Linked DNA regions of Pan troglodytes: regions 1 and 2 are each linked to region 3. A link is a contact called in public HiChIP or PLAC-seq data. All regions are on one chromosome and are shown on one strand. Each heading gives the region's core, a stretch centred on a gene start, on an enhancer-like site or on the middle of the called end of the contact. The rest is flanking DNA. Distances are from core to core; before and after follow the strand shown. Region 1 holds the start of LMO1 (LIM domain only 1). Region 2 holds the start of TMEM9B (TMEM9 domain family member B). Region 3 holds the start of RPL27A (ribosomal protein L27a).

The links. HiChIP or PLAC-seq counts read pairs in DNA pulled down with a chosen protein or histone mark.
Region 1: a contact with region 3 is called in an H3K4me3 HiChIP or PLAC-seq map of stem cell-derived excitatory neurons, with 2.4 times the contacts expected there. The contact joins the promoter of LMO1 here to the promoter of RPL27A in region 3. A contact is called at or near these places in 1 of 7 Hi-C or Micro-C datasets (stem cell-derived neural progenitor cells) and 1 of 1 datasets of contacts at active chromatin or transcription factors (stem cell-derived excitatory neurons).
Region 2: an H3K4me3 HiChIP or PLAC-seq map of stem cell-derived excitatory neurons shows a contact between it and region 3, with 5 times the contacts expected there. The contact joins the promoter of TMEM9B here to the promoter of RPL27A in region 3. A contact is called at or near these places in 1 of 7 Hi-C or Micro-C datasets (stem cell-derived neural progenitor cells) and 1 of 1 datasets of contacts at active chromatin or transcription factors (stem cell-derived excitatory neurons).

Annotation. Positions count from the first base shown.
Region 1 is chr9:12,403,498-12,406,197 of NHGRI_mPanTro3-v2.0_pri, reverse strand. LMO1 (LIM domain only 1) reads left to right here and starts at 1,450. Exons shown (of 4, transcript XM_054662032.1): 1 at 1,450-1,816. The coding sequence starts at 1,795.
Region 2 is chr9:13,112,088-13,114,787 of NHGRI_mPanTro3-v2.0_pri, reverse strand. TMEM9B (TMEM9 domain family member B) reads left to right here and starts at 1,373. Exons shown (of 5, transcript XM_009459918.5): 1 at 1,373-1,465. The coding sequence starts at 1,373.
Region 3 is chr9:12,824,476-12,827,175 of NHGRI_mPanTro3-v2.0_pri, reverse strand. It overlaps RPL27A (ribosomal protein L27a), which reads right to left and starts at 1,336. Exons shown (of 5, transcript NM_001034084.1): 1 at 1,312-1,336; 2 at 863-926; 3 at 50-125. The coding sequence starts at 1,314.

The DNA of each region.
Region 1 (2,700 bases), core at 201-2,700, 420 kb after region 3:
GGGAGATCATTCTGAAGAATCTCTCTGCACAGTCCTCCTTTCTTCACCAAATTGAATATAATTCATGCAGTCATTTCACAAACTTTCCCAGACACTACGTGGGTCTGTTTGGGAGGATAGAAGAGAGTGGGAGGAGTCAGGATGAGCTCCCTCCCTTCTCTCTACCCCTCAATCAGAATGTGTTTTGATAAGTGGGGGCTTGGGGACAGTATAAAGGTGACTAACTGCACCTCCCTTACCAATTAAATTTTTTAAAAAGCTGCTATGGAAGGAGCGAATATTAGTTTCCTGATTTATAAAGCCAAATGGATTAAGCTCATTCATTGCCCGAGGAAACAAAAAGGAAATCTTCAATACCTCTGTGCACATTGAGAATAGGAACAATGCCGGTCTTTAGAAAGCAGAAACCTAATTTGGGGGAATCAATTACCCTCTGTGTCCTGCCTCTGTGGGCTCTCTCACTGGTTCTCTCAATAGATTTCCTGGGAGGTAAAATGTGGAGAAGTTGATCAACCACAGGCACACCCTCGGTACAGCCTTGAGACAGGAGGTGAAGAACTAGGTCTAGGGTGGGTGGAGTTGGGGGTTCCTGGGCACAAGGGTGGGGTGGGGAGGGTTTTCGGATAAAAGTTGAGAGTGGGGGCGGTATTGAGAGGGGCAGTGAGAGGGCAAAGTGGGTGGTGGTGGTGGGAACCTGGGGTTTATAACTGGGGGAGAGCAAAGCCCAGTTGATGCCTGAACAGGTGACCGGATGGAGAACACTGTGGCCCAGCCTGGGTCCAGAGTCACCACCGCCTCCTGATCCTCTCGGATTTCTCCTCTGTGATCTGCACTTTCCCCCGTGGGGCTGAGCATGCCGCGGGGAATGGCTGGGCAATAATGAAAAAAGAAAGGGGATGGGGCGCCTGCCACGGTAGCCACGGAGTCATATTCACAAAGTCACACACAGAAGCACTCTCGCGATCTCATACACATTCCTGTGCCGGGTCCCAGTCCAGGCCCACTGTCCCCAGACCCAGAGTCACGCCCAGCCTGGCGCACTCATTCAGAATCACAGGCACGGAGCCCACACTCCTACCCGCACACACCCAGCCGCAATCGCACGCGTCCCACCCCCACCCTTGTCTTGAGCTCACACAGTGGCTCACCACCCCACACAGCCCTCACTCTGGCATGCGGACACACACACACACACAGCCCCTCACAGGCACACACTCTGGCTGTGCTTTTGTGTTTTGTCAGAATTAATGAGAAAAGTTCCCGTGCCCTGCGGGTAATTAGTGTCCTTGGAGTTAAATAAGCTAATGGCGGGCACCTCTGGCCCAAGCAATTATGTTTGTGTATTGAATAATTGATTCAAAGGGGGGGAAGGGCCGCTAATCAGATCTGAGCATAATGAATTGATTTAATTAACAGGGGAATCTGAGGGGCCCTGGGAAATGCAGCCTTCACTCTGCTGAGGCGAGCGCGGCCGGCACGGAGGAAGGACGCGCGCGCGGCTCAGGCTCCGGCTGCGGCGCGGCCCGGCCCGAGCAGCTGCTGCTCGCGAGGCTCCCGCGATCCCGGCCTGGCCGTCTCGCCCCCGCGCCCGCCCCCTAGTCCCTCCTCCTGCGCTCCCTGCCCGCGGGGCTGCGCTCCGGACTCCGGTCCGTCTGCCCCCGTCGGCGGTCGCAGCTCTCCGGACTCGGCGCTCGCGCGGGGCCGGCGGGAGCAGCGCAGGCGGCCGGCGGCGGGAGTCGGAGCCACGCGCCCCTCCGTATCCTCGGCTCTAGTCCGGCTGGAGCCGTCGGGACCATGGTGTTGGACCAGGAGGACGGTAGGTGCCCGGCGCGCGGTGCCGGTGCCCGGGGGCACGCGGGACGTGGGGCGGAGACTGCGGCGCTGGCCCTGCGGAGTCCACCCCGCTAGCGGCGGCAGCGCCCTCAGCACCCGCGGGCCGCCTCCGGCTGATGGGTGGCTTCCCGGAAGCGCGGCGGCTGATGTGTGCGCCGGTGCCGGGGTCGGCGGTGCCAGGCTCAGCGCCCTGGCTTCGGCGGCGGGATTAGGAAGTCTCCTGGTCCCAACGAGGCCGCCAGCCCTGCGCGCTCCGGCTGGGAACTTTCTCACGGACTCTTGCCGCCTTGCGGGCATCCGGAGCGCCTCTGCGACCCGCACCGCGGGCTTCCCGGCAGTGCCCACTGCCAGCCAGTCTCCCAGCCTCTCTGGGTGTCTGCACGTTCCCCTTCCGCACCCTACTGCGGAACGGATCCCAGCGGGGTGGTGGGGGTGCCCACAGATCCTGCAGGTGCAGGGGTGAGGGTGCCGTCAAACCAGCACTGTCTCTGCGGTCTGGCACTCCGTAGCTGCGGGATGGGTGACATTGCCTCCGCCCCTGGCAGGGCTGGGGAGGGAACTGCCATCAGTTCACCCAGCCTGGCATGTTGGGAGGTGCCACGCTGGCTGGGGTAGGTGGGTGGGCCATCTAGTCCAAAATATCAGGTCCAACTGGAGGCGGTTTTACCTTGAAGCTAATGAAGTTTAGGGTCCTTCAGGTTCCTTCAGCTGCCAGGTCCTTGGTGGTAATTTGGTATTAGTAGTCTTGTAGTCCTTTTCTTAAAGAGCCCCACGCCCGAACTACAGTAAGCTTTGGACCTCACAAAATTTCCATCCATCCCTGGGTCCAACTCCTACCCTTTCCACTGCCAGTCTCTTGGAAGAACA
Region 2 (2,700 bases), core at 124-2,623, 290 kb before region 3:
TCAATTGCCACATGTAGCTAGATAGTGGTTATACTATGGAGCTCTAAAATTCTGCCCAGACTGAGTGTGCTTGGTGTTTCTCCATTAAACATATGAGGCCCATCAGTCTGAGGCACAACTATGTATTTTCTCTAAGTCTCTGTACCCCCAAGGCCTTGAAAACAATTCGGAAGGAAGAGAAGGCCTATGAGGTTTCAGCTACAGCAGGCACTCCCTTTAGACGCCAAGCCTAGAAAACCCTAAACTGATGCCTAACTTGCAGCTGAATCACCTTTTAGCAATCAGATTCAGTACCTCACCAACACATTTGATCCAGGGAGTCTCCAGTTTGTCCTTTGTCCAGTAGAACACCCACTACAAAGCCTTGATAATTCATCAAAGTGACAGCACCTTCACTGGGCAGTCTGGTGAGAGGACATATAGCCCTGCCACCCTGGTTCCTGTTGGGAACAATATCAGATACCTTCTTGTGTTAGATTCACATGAATCTAAGAATCACATGGGCGAAAAATATTGAGAGCATTCTGTTAAAACATTTCCACAAATTGGGAAAAGACGATTTTTAAAAATCTGTTGGGGCCGGGCGCGGTGGCTCACGCCTATAATCCCAGCAATTTGGGAGGCCGAGGCGGGCGGATCACAAGGTCAGGAGATCGAGACCATCCTGGCTAACACAGTGAGACCCTGTCTGTACTAAAAATACAAAAAAAAAAAAAAAAAAAAAAAAAAAAAAAAATTAGCCGGGCGGCGTGGTGGCGGGCGCCTGTAGTCCCACCTATTAGGGAGGCTGAGGCAGGAGAATGGCGTGAACCTGGGAGGCAGAGGTTGCAGTGAGCTGAGATCGCGCCACTGCACTCCAGCCCGGGGGACAGAGCGAGACTCCGTCTCAAAAAAAAACAAAAAACAAAACAAAAAAATCTGTTTAGAGGTAAAAACACGGGTATTACATGGAGCATAATTTGAAATCCATTCCCTCATATTCAGCCAAGAACTACAGGCCCAGAGAAGGGAAGTGATTTGCCCAAGGTCATTCAACAAATCCCTAGGGGCTGTGATGATCCCTGTGTCCTTGCCATTATCTTCCTTGTCTCCACTAACAAAAATATTTCAATGGGAGAATGTGCCGATCTAAGGCACTCCTAAAGTACTTGCTGAGAATGACAGCCCTGGGGAGACCAGTCGGCAGCCCTGAACAGGCACTGCCTTACCGGGGCGTAGCGCCCCAATTCGCCAACTCTTGGAGTCCTAGGCGGAGGATACTACTGGGGCAGTTGTTTCGCCAATTCCACATCTCCCGGAGCCTGGCCTGGCCCAGCCCAGCCCCGCTGCTGTGACCCACTTCCTAGCTGCAGGCTGGACCAAGGGGAGGTACATGGGGAGCTCCACAGGGAGGCCACGCCCACGAGGGCAGCTCAGAATTAGAAAGCCGACGGGGTGCTGTGGTCAGGAGGCGCGTGGGCGGCAGGTTAGTACTTAAGGTGCAGAGACCACCCCCAACCCTTTGACTGGCGGTGGGCATCCCGGAAAGGCATGGCTCGGCCAATTCCAGCCCCGTTTCCACGCTCAGCACCCGCCCTGCCTGTGCGCGAACGGCTCCGGCCCGCACGGGTCGCCAGAGGCCACTGTGCGACACTCGGAGTTTGCTGGGGTCTCCGTGGGCGGGAGGACTTTCCAGCGCAATGGCGACTCCCTAAGCCCCGCAGCTTCTGCGCCCGGGAAAGATATCCAAGAGATGCAAAGCTCTACTGGGCCCAGGCTGCCACCCCAGAGGCCCCCTTCCGTCCCGGGGCCGGGGCTAGGCCAAGGCGGGCACCAGGACTGCCCAGCCTCCCGGCCCTTCGCTCTGGTAACCGTTTCCGGGGCGGATGCTTTTTGCATCTGACCCGGCGCGCCCGGTGACGCCTTCGCGTCCAGACGGAAGTGCGGGCGGAGGATCCCCAGCCGGGTCCCAAGCCTGTGCCTGAGCCCGAGCCGGGAGCCGGTCGCGGGGGCTCCGGGCTGTGGGACCGCTGGGCCCCCAGCGATGGCGACCCTGTGGGGAGGCCTTCTTCGGCTTGGCTCCTTGCTCAGCCTGTCGTGCCTGGCGCTTTCCGTGCTGCTGCTGGCGCAGCTGTCAGACGCCGCCAAGGTGAGTCCCGCCCAGCCTCGCTCCTGACGGAAGCTCCTCCCCTACCACCGGCCTTGCGGAAACTGGGTCTGCCAACCTGCTGCTTGGCCCATTCCTGACAGCCATACCCCTGGCCTCACAGCTCCGGCAGACCCCCGCCGCCACCAGCCCCGCCCCTCCCGACTGCCCGGCGGCACTCTCGCCCTCAGCCCCGACAGCCTGGCAGTCAGCGCCCCACGGTCGTCCCCAGCCCCGACAGTGCCCACAGTCCGGACAGCAGCCCCCCACCGCCTTAACATTTCCCTTCCCAGCCCCGGCTGCACGCATCTTACACTTGACAACCTTTTCACCTCCGAGAGCCTTTAACTTTCCACCCTAAGCTCTTGACAGCCCACCTGCGCCCTCCGCCAGCCTCACAGGCCCTGCATGCCCCAAGCCAGAATGATAGGAAGCCCCCATCTGACAGAGCCTTCCCTGTCAAGGGCCGACTCAGCTCAGCTCACCCCTGAACACTTCCCTTCCTGTGGTGGGATCTTGCCCCTCCTGGCCTACTTCCCTCCCAGTAGGACCTACAGAGCATCTCTCACCTGCTT
Region 3 (2,700 bases), core at 87-2,586:
GCCCCTACCTCCCAAGCTGTGTCAATAAAAGCAGTCCAAGGACACTTACTATTTGTCGAAGTTGATCCGGTGGTGATGCAGACCACCAGCATTACCGCGGCCGCCGGGGTGCTTCCGGTGCTTGCCTGCAGGAATACAAAGCTACGTGGGGCCGGTGTGATGGCTCATGCCTGTAATCCCAGCACTTTAGGAGGACGAGGGGGGTAGATCACCTGAGGTCAGGAGTTCGAGACCAGCCTGGCCAACACGGAGAAACCCCCGACTCTACTAAAAATAGAAAAAGAATTAGCCGGGCGTCGTGGCGCACACCTGTAATATCAGCTACTCGGGAGGCTGAGGCAGGAGAATCGCTTGAGCCCGGCAGGCAGGGGTTGCAGTGAGCCGAGATTTCGCCACTGCACTCCAGCCTGGGCGACAGTGATCAGTCTCACACACACAAAAAAGCTACATGCACCACACAGCCTTCTCATGCATCTCAATACTTCCTCGCACAAAAGCAGAGTGTTTCCCAGACTTCTGTGTCCCGCTTACGCTGTTCCCACCCTACCGATGCCGGTTTTCAGCAATGCGATTACTTTAGGATTCCGGGTGAAACATCTTTTCAGGTTCCACATCACAGCATTCCCACAGTACTCCATGTCTTCAACTAACCCAATACCGTGCCTGCTCAATTCCTATTACCCCACTGATGTGAAATTCCTTAGAAATGGAATACTAGAGGATCCTCAGAAAAAAATCAACAGCTGTCCAACTTGACCACAAAAAGGTCTTATTCTAACCCACTTATAGGCTACCGATCTCCAGCCTAGCTAAGCACCCGAAGAGAGCCCAAGGCCCACCCCGAGGGGAAGCCGGCACTTACCTATGCGGCCGTGGCCGTGGCTCACGTGGCCCCTAAGTTTCCGGGTCTTCCTCAGTCTGGATGGCTGTTTGGAAAAAGCTTGGTGGTAAGGCCTAAGGAATTAGGGGCAGGGGGCGATGCCTGCCAGCTGAGATGGTCCTGTAAGCCTGTGGGTCAAAGACCTAACTTCTGGAGCGTTTGGGAAAGTTGAGGGTACCGATCGGCTCAGGGCCGTGAGGTCTCACCACGGTAGCGCAGGGGCCCGCGTGTCCTAGAGATCCGAACCGCGGGCCTAACACACGGCTCCGGGAGCCCCGCCCCGGGCCCGCGCCGGCCACCCTGCCCTGCAGGCGGCCATGCGCAGCCTGGAAGCCCCGACCATGGTAGACAGTGGATGACTAGGGGCAATGGGAATACAGCTTAGGGGTCTCCGCCGGCAAGGAAGAGGAGGCAAGAAACCAAACACCTACCATGTTGGCAGCCCAGACGAAAAAGGAAGGCCTTCGCCAAGTCTCGCGAGGTATCGGCCACGGGGGCGGGGGCAAAACGCCTCACTTCCGGTCACAGAGGCCGGGCTTCGGGCGGGGCCTCTTGGTCTCGCGGGATTGCGCGCCTGCTAGTCGCTTCCTCTTTCTGAGGGTGGTGATCCCCCATCACGGAGTGTCCTGGTGGCGGTGTACGGTTTCGGTGAGGCTCGCTGTGCTAGGCTCGGAGGGCGAGAACTGTTGAAGAATCGGGGCTAGGTGTGCTGTACTGCACGCCGCCCGTGCTTGCTTGAGCCAGGCCCTTTTCTGGCGCCTTGGTCAGGGAACCGCCTAAGCCGACCCTAAGGGCCTCGGTGTCTGAGCTCCTCACCAAATGCGCCAGCCCTGAGCCGCCCCGCGCGCCTCCACAGTTCTTAGTGGTCTGCCCCGGGCTGGTGATAGTGGCTACTGGTTTGTCTCCCGGCCGCAGTGCGGAACCGCGAGGCCCTCTTTAATCCTCAGTGTGCCCACCTGGTGTCTCGCTCGGTTTCCTGAAGCTCGGGCGGCTCCCGAAATGCCTTCTCCCGCTCTCACACTTCTGAGTGGGCACTGCAGCTTCCTTTCTCTTTTGCCCTTTTGCTATCATTTGGTTGTCCTCTCAAGTTTGAGCAACTTAAATTGCTTCAGGGACTTACATGCCTGGTTGCTTTATGGTCCTTTTAATGCAGATGTTGTAAATACTTTTTCTAAATGCCACATTTAGGCCAGGCGCGGTGGCTCACACCTGTAGTCCCAACACTTTGGGAGGTCGAGGCGGGAGGATTTCTTGAGGCGAGTAGTTCAACACCAGCCTGGGCAACATAGTGAGACCCTCGTCTCCACATACAAAAGTAAATAAGTAAAAATAAATGCTATTTTTGAATTTTCTCCAGAATCTACATAACACGCCTGTGACCCTTTCCTGGACACAATGCAGACAGTTGCTCGCTTCCCCACCTGTACCACCACACAATCTAGTATAACCCTTATGTAACTTATTGACCTACGTTTGTCTTCCCTACTAGACCTAATTCCTTATGTGGTCAAGGACTGTTTTTTTTAATCCACACTCAACTAGTGATTGTTGAGTGAATAAATGAACTTACCCTCACCTCCCTGTCTTCGCTAATAGCAGCGTGTCTTCGCTCTTAAGTCGGTTCCTTCAACCAGTGTTCAAGATCCCATCCCCTCGCTAGTCTATTAATAGATCCCATGGGAAAAAGGAAATACATTTTTAAAATCCCATCCCCTCAGTTATTCTCTGTGTGTATGTGTGAGCGTGTATTTATTTATTTTTCTTTGTCTTGCCCCCTTCAGCTAAAATATATTTTAGCTAAAATATCCAAAATTCTGGCC